Regions from separate parts of the Danio rerio genome. Here region 2 is linked to region 1. Evidence: chromatin contacts called from public Micro-C data. All regions are on one chromosome and are shown on one strand. Each heading gives the region's core, a stretch centred on a gene start, on an enhancer-like site or on the middle of the called end of the contact. The rest is flanking DNA. Distances are from core to core; before and after follow the strand shown.

The links. A called contact is a pair of places that touch in the nucleus more often than the background predicts.
Region 2: a contact with region 1 is called in a Micro-C map of caudal fin, with 4 times the contacts expected there. The contact joins the promoter of pdlim5b here to the enhancer-like site in region 1. A contact is called at or near these places in 6 of 18 Hi-C or Micro-C datasets (caudal fin, embryo, fibroblasts and 1 more) and 1 of 4 datasets of contacts at active chromatin or transcription factors (caudal fin).

Annotation. Positions count from the first base shown.
Region 1 is chr10:1,616,805-1,621,852 of GRCz12tu, reverse strand. pdlim5b (PDZ and LIM domain 5b) reads left to right here. Exons shown (of 13, transcript NM_200196.1): 3 at 2,094-2,245. Among named protein-coding and RNA genes, the nearest start is that of bmpr1bb, 46 kb to the right of the region's middle. Within about 2 kb of position 2,627, at least 10 of the 62 cell types and tissues checked have an H3K27ac peak or open chromatin away from gene starts, as enhancers often do. A contact at or near this core is called in caudal fin, where this site is marked.
Region 2 is chr10:1,666,979-1,672,026 of GRCz12tu, reverse strand. It overlaps pdlim5b (PDZ and LIM domain 5b), which reads left to right and starts at 1,924. Exons shown (of 13, transcript NM_200196.1): 1 at 1,924-1,954.

The DNA of each region.
Region 1 (5,048 bases), core at 1,378-3,877:
CCGATCATTAGTGTTTACAGCCCGACACCACACACACACACACACACATCAGCACTGTTCTGCGGTGTTCAGCGTCTGCCAATAGGAAGAGGGTGAATCTCATCTGCTTGGCTTTCTAGAGATGCTCATCTGCAAAACACATGTGATGAGGGCCGGTCAAAGCTTCGTTTTATACACAACAAAGGAAATCTGTCTCGTTTGCTTTCTAATCAGATTTAAGCCGGAGTTTATCATGCTTATCTGCTGTGAATCAGTGCACTGTAAACAAAGATTAGTTGCCTTTACTTAAAATAAGTGAGTAAACCTGTTGCTTTTAAAATGATTCATTGATTTCAAGTCACTTAATAACTTTAAAAGCAACAGATCAGCTCACTCATTTTAAGGAAAGTCAATATGTGCATGTGTTTGTTTGTTTGTTTGTTTGTTTGTTTGTTTGTTTGTTTGTTTGATTGAATGTGCGAGTTTGTATGTGCGCATGAGTGTGTCTGTGGGCGAGTGTGTGTTGTTTTAGCTGTGCTGTGTGATGGTTTCTCTCAGGAGGTGTGTTTGTGCATCAGTTGTGTGTGTTGCTCAGCAGATGTGCAGTGAGGTGAAGTGATGAGTGACTGATGTTCCTCACGCATGGCTGAGTAACGCCTCACACACACCTGAAAATCAGATCTACCTGTTCACACACACACTTCACTGAGTACCAGTCCTGCTGGATGCATGATTAGTTTGATGTGTGTGTAGTCTACGGTGACGTGTCCAGTATGCACCCTGACCTCAGATCAGTTTTATGAGTGTGCAGGTGAAGGTTTCCCAGATGACGCAGATGTCTCTGGTTGTGTGTGTGTTATTGTGTGTGTGTGTGAACACAGATGGGTGTTTAAAACGCTATCGCTCATCATTAGTCTTCAGATCAGTTTATAGATGTCCTTGGCTTTAAAAAGGAGAAAGAGTGCTGTGAGTTTTCAGTTTAACCATTTCATATCTCGCTGTTTAATTTTTCCAGATCATCCTAAGATTTTAGTTTGTTTGTTATATATTTCATATATATATATATTGGAAAATGTATCATGCAGAAATAAAGCCCCGCCCCCTACTCAATATTCTGTTACAGTTGGAAAATGTATCATGTAGAAATAAAGCCCCGCCCACTACTCAATATTCGGTTACAGTTGGAAAATGTAGTATCGTGCAGAAATAAAGCCCTACCCTCTACTCAATATTCATTTATGGTTAGAAAATGTATCATGCAGAAATAAAGCCCCACCCCCTACTCAATATTCATTTATGGTTAAAAAATGTAGCATCATGCAGAAATAAAGCCCCGCCCCCTACTTAATATTCTTTTACAGTTGGAAAATGTAGCCTCATGCAGAAATAAAGCCCCGCCCCTACTCAATATTCTGTTACAGTTGGAAAATGTAGCCTCATGCAGAAATAAAGCCCCGCCCCTACTCAATATTCTGTTACAGTTGGAAAATGTATCATGCAGAAAAAAAAGCCCCGCCTCCAACTGAAACTTTTATTACTATTGGAAAATGTAGCATCATGCAGAAATAAAGCCCCGCCCCCTACTTAATATTCTTTTACAGTTGGAAAATGTAGCCTCATGCAGAAATAAAGCCCCGCCCCTACTCAATATTCTGTTACAGTTGGAAAATGTATCATGCAGAAAAAAAAGCCCCGCCTCCAACTGAAACTTTTATTACTATTGGAAAATGTAGCATCATGCAGAAATAAAGCCCCGCCCCCTACTCAATATTCTGTTACAGTTGGAAAATGTAGCATCATGCAGAAATAAAGCCCCGCCCCCAACTGAATATTCTGTTACTGTTGGAAAATGTAGCATCATGCAGAAATAAAGCCCCGCCCCCAACTGAATATTCTGTTACAGTTGGAAAATGTAGTATCATGCAGAAATAAAGCCCCGCCCCCTACTCAATGTTCAAAAATTTACAGGGAAGACTAAAATCTTGAGACTCAGAAATCTAGTAGACTCCACCCACTCAACTGTATGGTGCTAACCTATCATAGTGCCCTCAAGCTCCACCCAATCACAGTTTTCCACATTTATAATGCTGTGTGTGTTTTTGTGTGTTGTGTAGTTGACAGATGGAGGAAAGGCGGCTAAAGCCAAGATCAGTGTTGGTGATGTGGTTCTGTCCATCGACGGCATCCACACTGAGAGAATGACACACCTGGAGGCCCAGAACAAGATCAAAGCCTGCAGCGGGAACCTCAACCTCTCACTCATGAGGTGACACACACACACACTGTACTCTTACTGTACACACACATACTGTATTAATAAATGTAATGTATCACACTTGTCTGCGCTGTGTTTAGTGCACATGCAATTATAACGATAGCGATTACATCACAGTATATTGTGCAGCACTAACAGAAAACAGCTATGTTAGATTGCAGAAGTGTTTTAATGCGTCTTTAATGGAATAATCTGGTGTAAGAGACTCGATCAGATCAGTGAAGCAGCAGCAGTGTGTGTGTGTGTGTGTGTTTGCTCTGCTGATCTCTCATTGACAGTGCAGCTCCTGCGTGTGCACATCTGATCAGGCATTGTGTGAATATGAGTCTCCAGAGCGGTGCATGTGTTTGTTCACGCAGCTTTTGGCCGCCTCTGTCCCTCCGGGAGGCCTCTCTCTCTCCGTCCTGGGACACACACACTCTATAATGCAGTCAAGATGTGTGTGTGTGTGTCAGCCTGTTTTTCTGCTCAGTCTTCATCGCCACTGTTGCTCATCTATCAGCACAGTTATTAGACAGTGACTGTGTTTACATGGACATCACTAATCTAATTCATTCAGTTTCCTTTGGCTTCGTCTCTTATTAATCTGGGGTCACCACTGTGGAATGAACCGCCAACATATCCAGCATATGCTTAACACAGTGGATGCCCTTCCATCTGCAACACCCATACACACACTCATACACTACAGCCAATGTAGTTGATCAATCCCCCTATAGCGCATGTGTTTGGACTGTGTGGGAAAACCGGAGCACCCAGAGGAAACCCACACCAACACTGGGAGAACATGCAAACTCCACACAGAAACACCAACTGACAAACTAGTGACTTTAAAGAGTTATATCCTCCTTTACTGAGCTCTTATGTTGTTCAATCATTTATTTAGTTTAGTTGTGAACTGAAGCTGGTCTGGGATCAGTGTGAGGACGGTCATATGTTCTGGAGTTACGAGCCTCTGAAAGCACATTTAGCCGAGAGCGATTGCGCACGAGCTCTGGAATCTCCCATTAAAGTCTTTCAGAGCGTTTGTCAGTGAATCTGCAAAGGCCATCAAACAGCACTTCAGCTTTACTGTTGAGATAACATCGCATTAAGAAGAGCAGCGTTTACTCGGAGATCCCAAACCACCCACAACTACTCGCTGCTTAATACACAGTTTCTGAAAGATGTACTTTGAGCTGTTGAGTGTGCAGTCTGTTTTTTATGTAATGCTGCAGACTAGACTAGTTTTAGTTTGATCAGACTGTAAATCAGGTAAAATTGAGTCAAAAGCTGTGTATTGCAGTCCTAAAGGTGTCTGATTATGCTTTTTACAAAGTTTTAATTCTGTTTGGGGTTGTGCTAACTACAATCCCAGAAACGAAAAAAGTTGGGACCGTATGGAAAGCGTGAATGAAAAAGAAAGTAGAGATTTCCACATTTAATTGACTTGTATTTCATTTAGACAATACAACAAACATTATTTATTGTGTTCCTCATGATTTTTAATGTTTGTTTGCTTGTTTATTTATTTTTTATTTATTAATACGTAATCCTACGTAATCAAATTTGGTTCCTGCAACACATTATAAAAAAAAAGTTGGAACAGTTAAGCATTCATCACTTTGTAATGTTGTCATTTCTCATCGATATATACATTAGATGTCACCTGGCCTATTGTTGTCTATTGGACGGAATGCGTCAATAGCGCCGCCATCTTGCTACAGGGTAGCGCTCCTTTGAAATGAATGCAGGACCAAGGTACAGTGGAGGACTGTGGCCATCCAAAGCCAGAGATATACACATATACACATATATCTGTGATCGGGAGTTTTCCTGGATGTTAGTATGTAATTTTTTTTTTCTAATTACGAAAACTTATGATTTTGCATCACTTTTCTACATTGATGGATGAGTGACCGCACGGGCATTCCTGACTAAAAGCTTGTGTTTGTGTGTACAGAAATGTACTATTCACCCTCCCTGTTAAATTTGATCTAATCATGTCCTGAAACACAGCTCCTCTACCGCTTTCACTGCTCATACTGACGGAGGGAGCGATTCGTTTGTGAATGAATCCCCCGAACGACTCTTTCACTAACGTTAGCCGACAATAATACAAGTTTCTGGCAGCGCAGCATCTCGTTGTCATATTTCTTTTGCATTGTTTGCTGATTTTCTTCAGCATAAGCCGAGTGTTTAGTGCGAGTTGGAGCTGCTTTGCCGTATGGTGAATGCAGTAAGTGACTGTTATCATCAATAACGTGACCTGATTAGCACAAGAGTTCAGAACATAAAAAAACAGAAAAAAATTAATATTACCTATGAAATGTTTTGCAGCACCGCCTGAGGGATCGGTGATCACGGTTGTACAGCTTAGGCTTGCGGCCTTGTCCTTTACACACTGAAATTCCTAGCATTTTTTAATTATGTTATTATGTGATCTCTAGCCCTAAACTGCTCCTGTCCCACTTTTTTTTTATATATTTTTATTCATTTTATTATTGTCTTCTGTGAAATACAATTCAAAGTAAATTTGGATTTTAATTTAATTTAATTTAATTTAATTTAATTTAATTTAATTTAATTTAATTTAATTTAATTAATTTAATTTAATTTGATTTATTTTATTTAATTGATGTATTTTGATTTGATGTAGTTTAATTTTTATTTTATTTTATTTTATTTTATTTTATTTTATTAAACTCCGTAAATGTGAACTACATTCTCATTTCGCTACAACACACACATATATTGTCCTAATAAACAGTTTTAATGCAGTGTTTGGGTTTCCCTGAAATCCTCCTGTTCTGGC
Region 2 (5,048 bases), core at 675-3,174, 51 kb before region 1:
GAGAGCTGTGATGGGGAAGTGATCTCTGTGTGACAGTGGCATGAGCTGAGTTAGTTAGATAATTAGTTAGATAAAAATTAAATAATTAAAGTAAAAAATAAAAACAGATAATTGTGACATTTGTACATTTTGAAAGGAACTGTTTAGTTAGACAATATTAAGGTCAGTTAAGTCAGTTTTGAGGCCTTATAAAAGCCAGGGGTCGCCACAGCGGAATAAACCGACAACTATTCCAGCATATGTTTTACACAGCAACCCAGTGCTGGGAAATATATTATATTATATTATATTATATTATATTATATTATATTATATTATATTATATTATATTATATTATATTATATTATATTATATCATATCATGTTATATTATATTATATTATATTATATTATATTATATTATATTATATTATATTATATTATATTATATTATATTATATTGTATTATATTATATTATATTATATTATGTTATATTATATTATATTATATTATATTATATTATATTATATTATATTATATAGTTTTTTATTGTTTTATATTGTTTTATATTATATTATATTATATTATATTATATTATATTATATTATATTATATTATATTATATTATATTATATTATATTATATTATATTATATTATATTGTTTTTTATTGTTTTATATTATATTATATTATATTATATTATATTATATTATATTATATTATATTATATTATATTATATTGTTTTATATTGTTTTATATTATATTATATTATATTATATTATATTGTTTTATATTGTTTTATATTATATTATATTATATTATATTATATTATATTATATTATATTATATTATATTATATTATATTATATTATATTATATCATATTATATTATATTATATTATATTGTTTTATATTGTTTTATATTATATTATATTATATTATATTATATTATATTATATTATATTATATTATATTATGTTGTTTTATATTATATTATTCATTCAATTATTCATTTTCTTTTCGGCTTAGTCCTTTTGTTAATCCAGGGTTGCCACAGCGAAATGAACTGCCAACCCATCCAGTATGTTTTTACGCAGCGGATGCACTTCAAGCTGCAACCCATCCCTGGGAAACATCCACACACACACTCATTCACACTCATACACTACGGACAATTTAGCTTGCCCAATTCACCTGTACTGCATGTCTTTGGACTGTGGGGGAAACTGGAGCACCCGGAGGAAACCCACGCGAATGCAGGGAGAACATACAAACTCCACACAGAAACGCCAACTGAGCCAGTCAAGGCTCGAAACAGCGACCTTCTTGCTGTGAGGCAACAGCACTACCTACTGCGCCACTGCATAACCATTACTATTATTATTATTATTATTATTATTATTATTATTATTATTTTATTATTATTTTATCATTATTTTTATTTTATTGTTTTTATTGTTTTTATTATTATTATTAATATTATTATTTAATTAATATTATTATTATTATTATTATTATTATTTTATTATTATTATTATTATTATATTGTTATTTTTTTATTATTAGTTTATTATTATTATTTTATTATTATTTTACTGTGTTTACTCTATATATCTTCTTTTAAATGTAAACTTTATAAATGCTTTGGCAATACATTTGTAACATTTGTCATGCAAATAAAGCAATTGATTTTAATAGAGAGAGAGAGAGAGAGAGAGAGAGAGAGAGAGAGAGAGAGAGACAGAGAGAGAGAGAGAGAGAGAGAGAGAGAGAGAGAGAGAGAGAGAGAGAGAGAGAGAGTAAATTGTGTTCATCGTCGGTGACGTCAGCGAGCGCGGCACAGTGAGTGGGTTTCCTCCAGCGCGTGTTAAAGGGGCGGAAGTCAGTCAGACAGCAGAGTTCAGTTGCCGGAGTTTCTCAGCTCTACTTCCTAAAGTTCCTCATTCTCAGTTTGACTTTCCAGCAGCTCACAGGTGAGACACACTTTTACTCTCATTACAGTTACTTTCGCATATTATACAGAGAATCCCCAGCGTGAGGATATCAGGAATTGCGGTCCTGCTCAATCTCTGTTCAGGAAACGGTAACCGATGCTGGACGGTTAATCATTGTCGAGTTTGTTTGTCTCAATATTTTCCGCTCTGTCAGATTTCGAGTAGTTATGAAGACTGTCGATGAGGAAGTGACTGTTAGTTGCTCAAATGGTCTCATGAAGTTTGACAAGGGTGTGTGTGTGTGTGTGTGTGTGTCAGTGTTGTGTAAATAAGCTGGGTTTTAGTTGCATGTACTTTCTATAACTGCACTCACGTTAAATCTCAATGGGATAACAACATTACTTTATATTTATCTTCCTCATTAAAATGTGATTTATGTTTGTCTGTAAGAGATATATTTCTGCACTTTTCTGCTAGTGATCATTATCTTGATCTCTTTACATTGTACAATTTTAATACGCAAAAGTAAGTTCTTAAAGACAATACCTAGATTTAATATTTTCCCTTCTGAACTTTTGTTAATTGTTGAATCTCTAAAACTTATTATTATTATTGTTGTTATTGTTATTATATATATATATATATATATATATATAATAGTCTTTTTCTTAATGATTGAGGCTTTGTAATTTTGTAAAATATTTTCGTCTCTTTCCTAACTTTTGTTATTGTATTTTCTCTATAATTAATTAATGTTATTGTTCTTGTATTCAATACAAAACGTTGCATGTACGATTTAGGTAAGATTTAAAGTTGGTTTTATATTCATACTCTTGTTCTATGACAGCTTGTGACACTCTCTATATTGTTTCCCATTTGAATATCCTGCCTAAAATTGCATATACTGTAGGTGTGACTTCAAAGTAATATTACCACTATTTAATTGACTGCGAACAGTGTTGTACTTATAGTTATTGGCTGCTTATATGATTTCCCTATTTATAAATAGCTTGCAAATAATATGTTTTGAAATTTTGTTATTAAGGAGAAAGTCTGAATGTGTGAATGTAATTCTATAACTACACTCACGTTGAATATATTAGGCATAACATTATTCACCGTCCTTGTTTAAATGTGATTTATAATTGTCTGTAAAATTATATATTTCTGTACTTTTCTGGTAATTATCATCTCAGGAGTGACACGGTGGCTCAGTGGGTATCATTGTTGCTTCACTTGACAAAGTCTCTGGTTCGAGTCCAGGCTGGGTCAGTTGTCATTTCTGTGTGGAGTTTGCGTGTTGTCCCCGTGCTTACATGGGTTTCCTCCATGTGCTCCAGATTTCCAGTACTGGGTTGCAGCTGGAAGGGCATCTGTTGTGTGTAAAGCATATGCTGGATAAGTTGGCAGTTCATTCCGCTGTGGCGACCCCTGATGAATAAAAGGACAAAATCAAAGGAAACTTGTGTGTGTGTGTGTGTGTGTGTGTGTGTGTGTGTGTGTGTGTGTGTGTGTGTGTGTGTGTGTGTGGGTGTGTTACATTGTACAATTTTAATACACAAAAATAAGTTTAAATAAAAATAAGTTTTTAAAGACCTAGATTTAATATTCTCCTTGCTGAAATGTTGGTCATTATTACATGTCTTAAACTTATCAATAATAATAATGATAATAATAGTAATAATAGGTTTCTTGGTGGCACAGTTTCTCAGTGGTTAGCACTGTTGCTTCACAGTATCATGCAAGAAGGTCACTGGTTCGAGTCCTAGCTGGGTCAGCTGGCATCTCTATGTGAAGTTTGCATGTTCTCCCCGTGTTGGCGTGGGTTTCCTCCGGGTGCTCCGGTTTCCCCCACAGTCCAAACGCATGCGCTATAGGGGAATTGGGAAAGCTAAATTGTCCATAGTGTATGTGTGTGAATAAGTGTGTGTGTGGATGTTTCTCGGTGATGGGTTATGACTGGAAGGGCACCTACTGCGTAGAACATATGCTGGAATAGTTGGCGGTTCATTCTGTAGGGATCTCTGAAATAAAGATTAAGATGAATGAATGAATAATTTTCTTAATAATCAGACGTTCATTCAGTGGCAGCTTGTAATATGCTCTCTATATTGTTTACCATGTTACTTTGAATGCTGGGTCTGAAATCACCTGTAAGTGTAAGTAAACTATTTATTATTATTTATTAAACTATTTATTATTATTTATTAAACTATTTATTTGACTGTGAGCAATATTGTGCTTTGATAGTCATTGGCTGATTATATGATTTCACTATTTACAATTAAACAGTCAATGAAATAGTGCTAATGTCATGTTTGCATGTGATTTCTGACCCAATATTTAAAGTACCATGGTAGACATTATAGGGAGCAGGTCACAATGTGTCACTGAATGAATGTGCAATTATAAAACCAACTTAACTTTTAGTTTAAGTTGCACATACTTGACAAGATTGATGCTAAGTAGATTTTACTAGGGCTGTGCAAAAATTTGGAACTATCGCGATAATTTCTTTCACGATAGTTCAACCTGAAGTATCGATTCAAGTTGGGCCAATTCAACTGGGCCATTTGCTCTAGTACAGTGGTTCTCAAACTTTTTTCATCAAGTACCACTTCAGAAAACATTGTCCCTCCAAGAACCACCATATGAGCAGTATTAAAATACAGTAGTGTAGTAGGCCTAATTAAGCAGCTACAGCTCTGCACAGTTTAAAAACGTGGCAGATTAATTACTATTATTAATAAATTAATTAAGATTTATTATCATTGGCCACTTTAAACCTTATAAATAGTTTGAACATTAACACTGCTGTGTTTATAGGTAAAAAAATAAATTAATTTAAATTAAAATGTGCTTTTAAAAGTTCATTAAAAATGGTAGACTACTGTTCTTAAAAAGTAAAAAAAAACGTATCTACTTATATGTAAAGTGTTAACCTATAGTATAATATTCATCAAAGCCTGGAAATGCTGCTTGGACCTCATAAATATAGGCTATATGTCATCATATTTATATATGAACCATTTTTGATAATATTAAAAAATATATGTTGCATGTACATATGACATATTGGATTACTCTGCGTACCACAAGAAGGCAGCCCGCGTACCACTAGTGGTGCACGTAC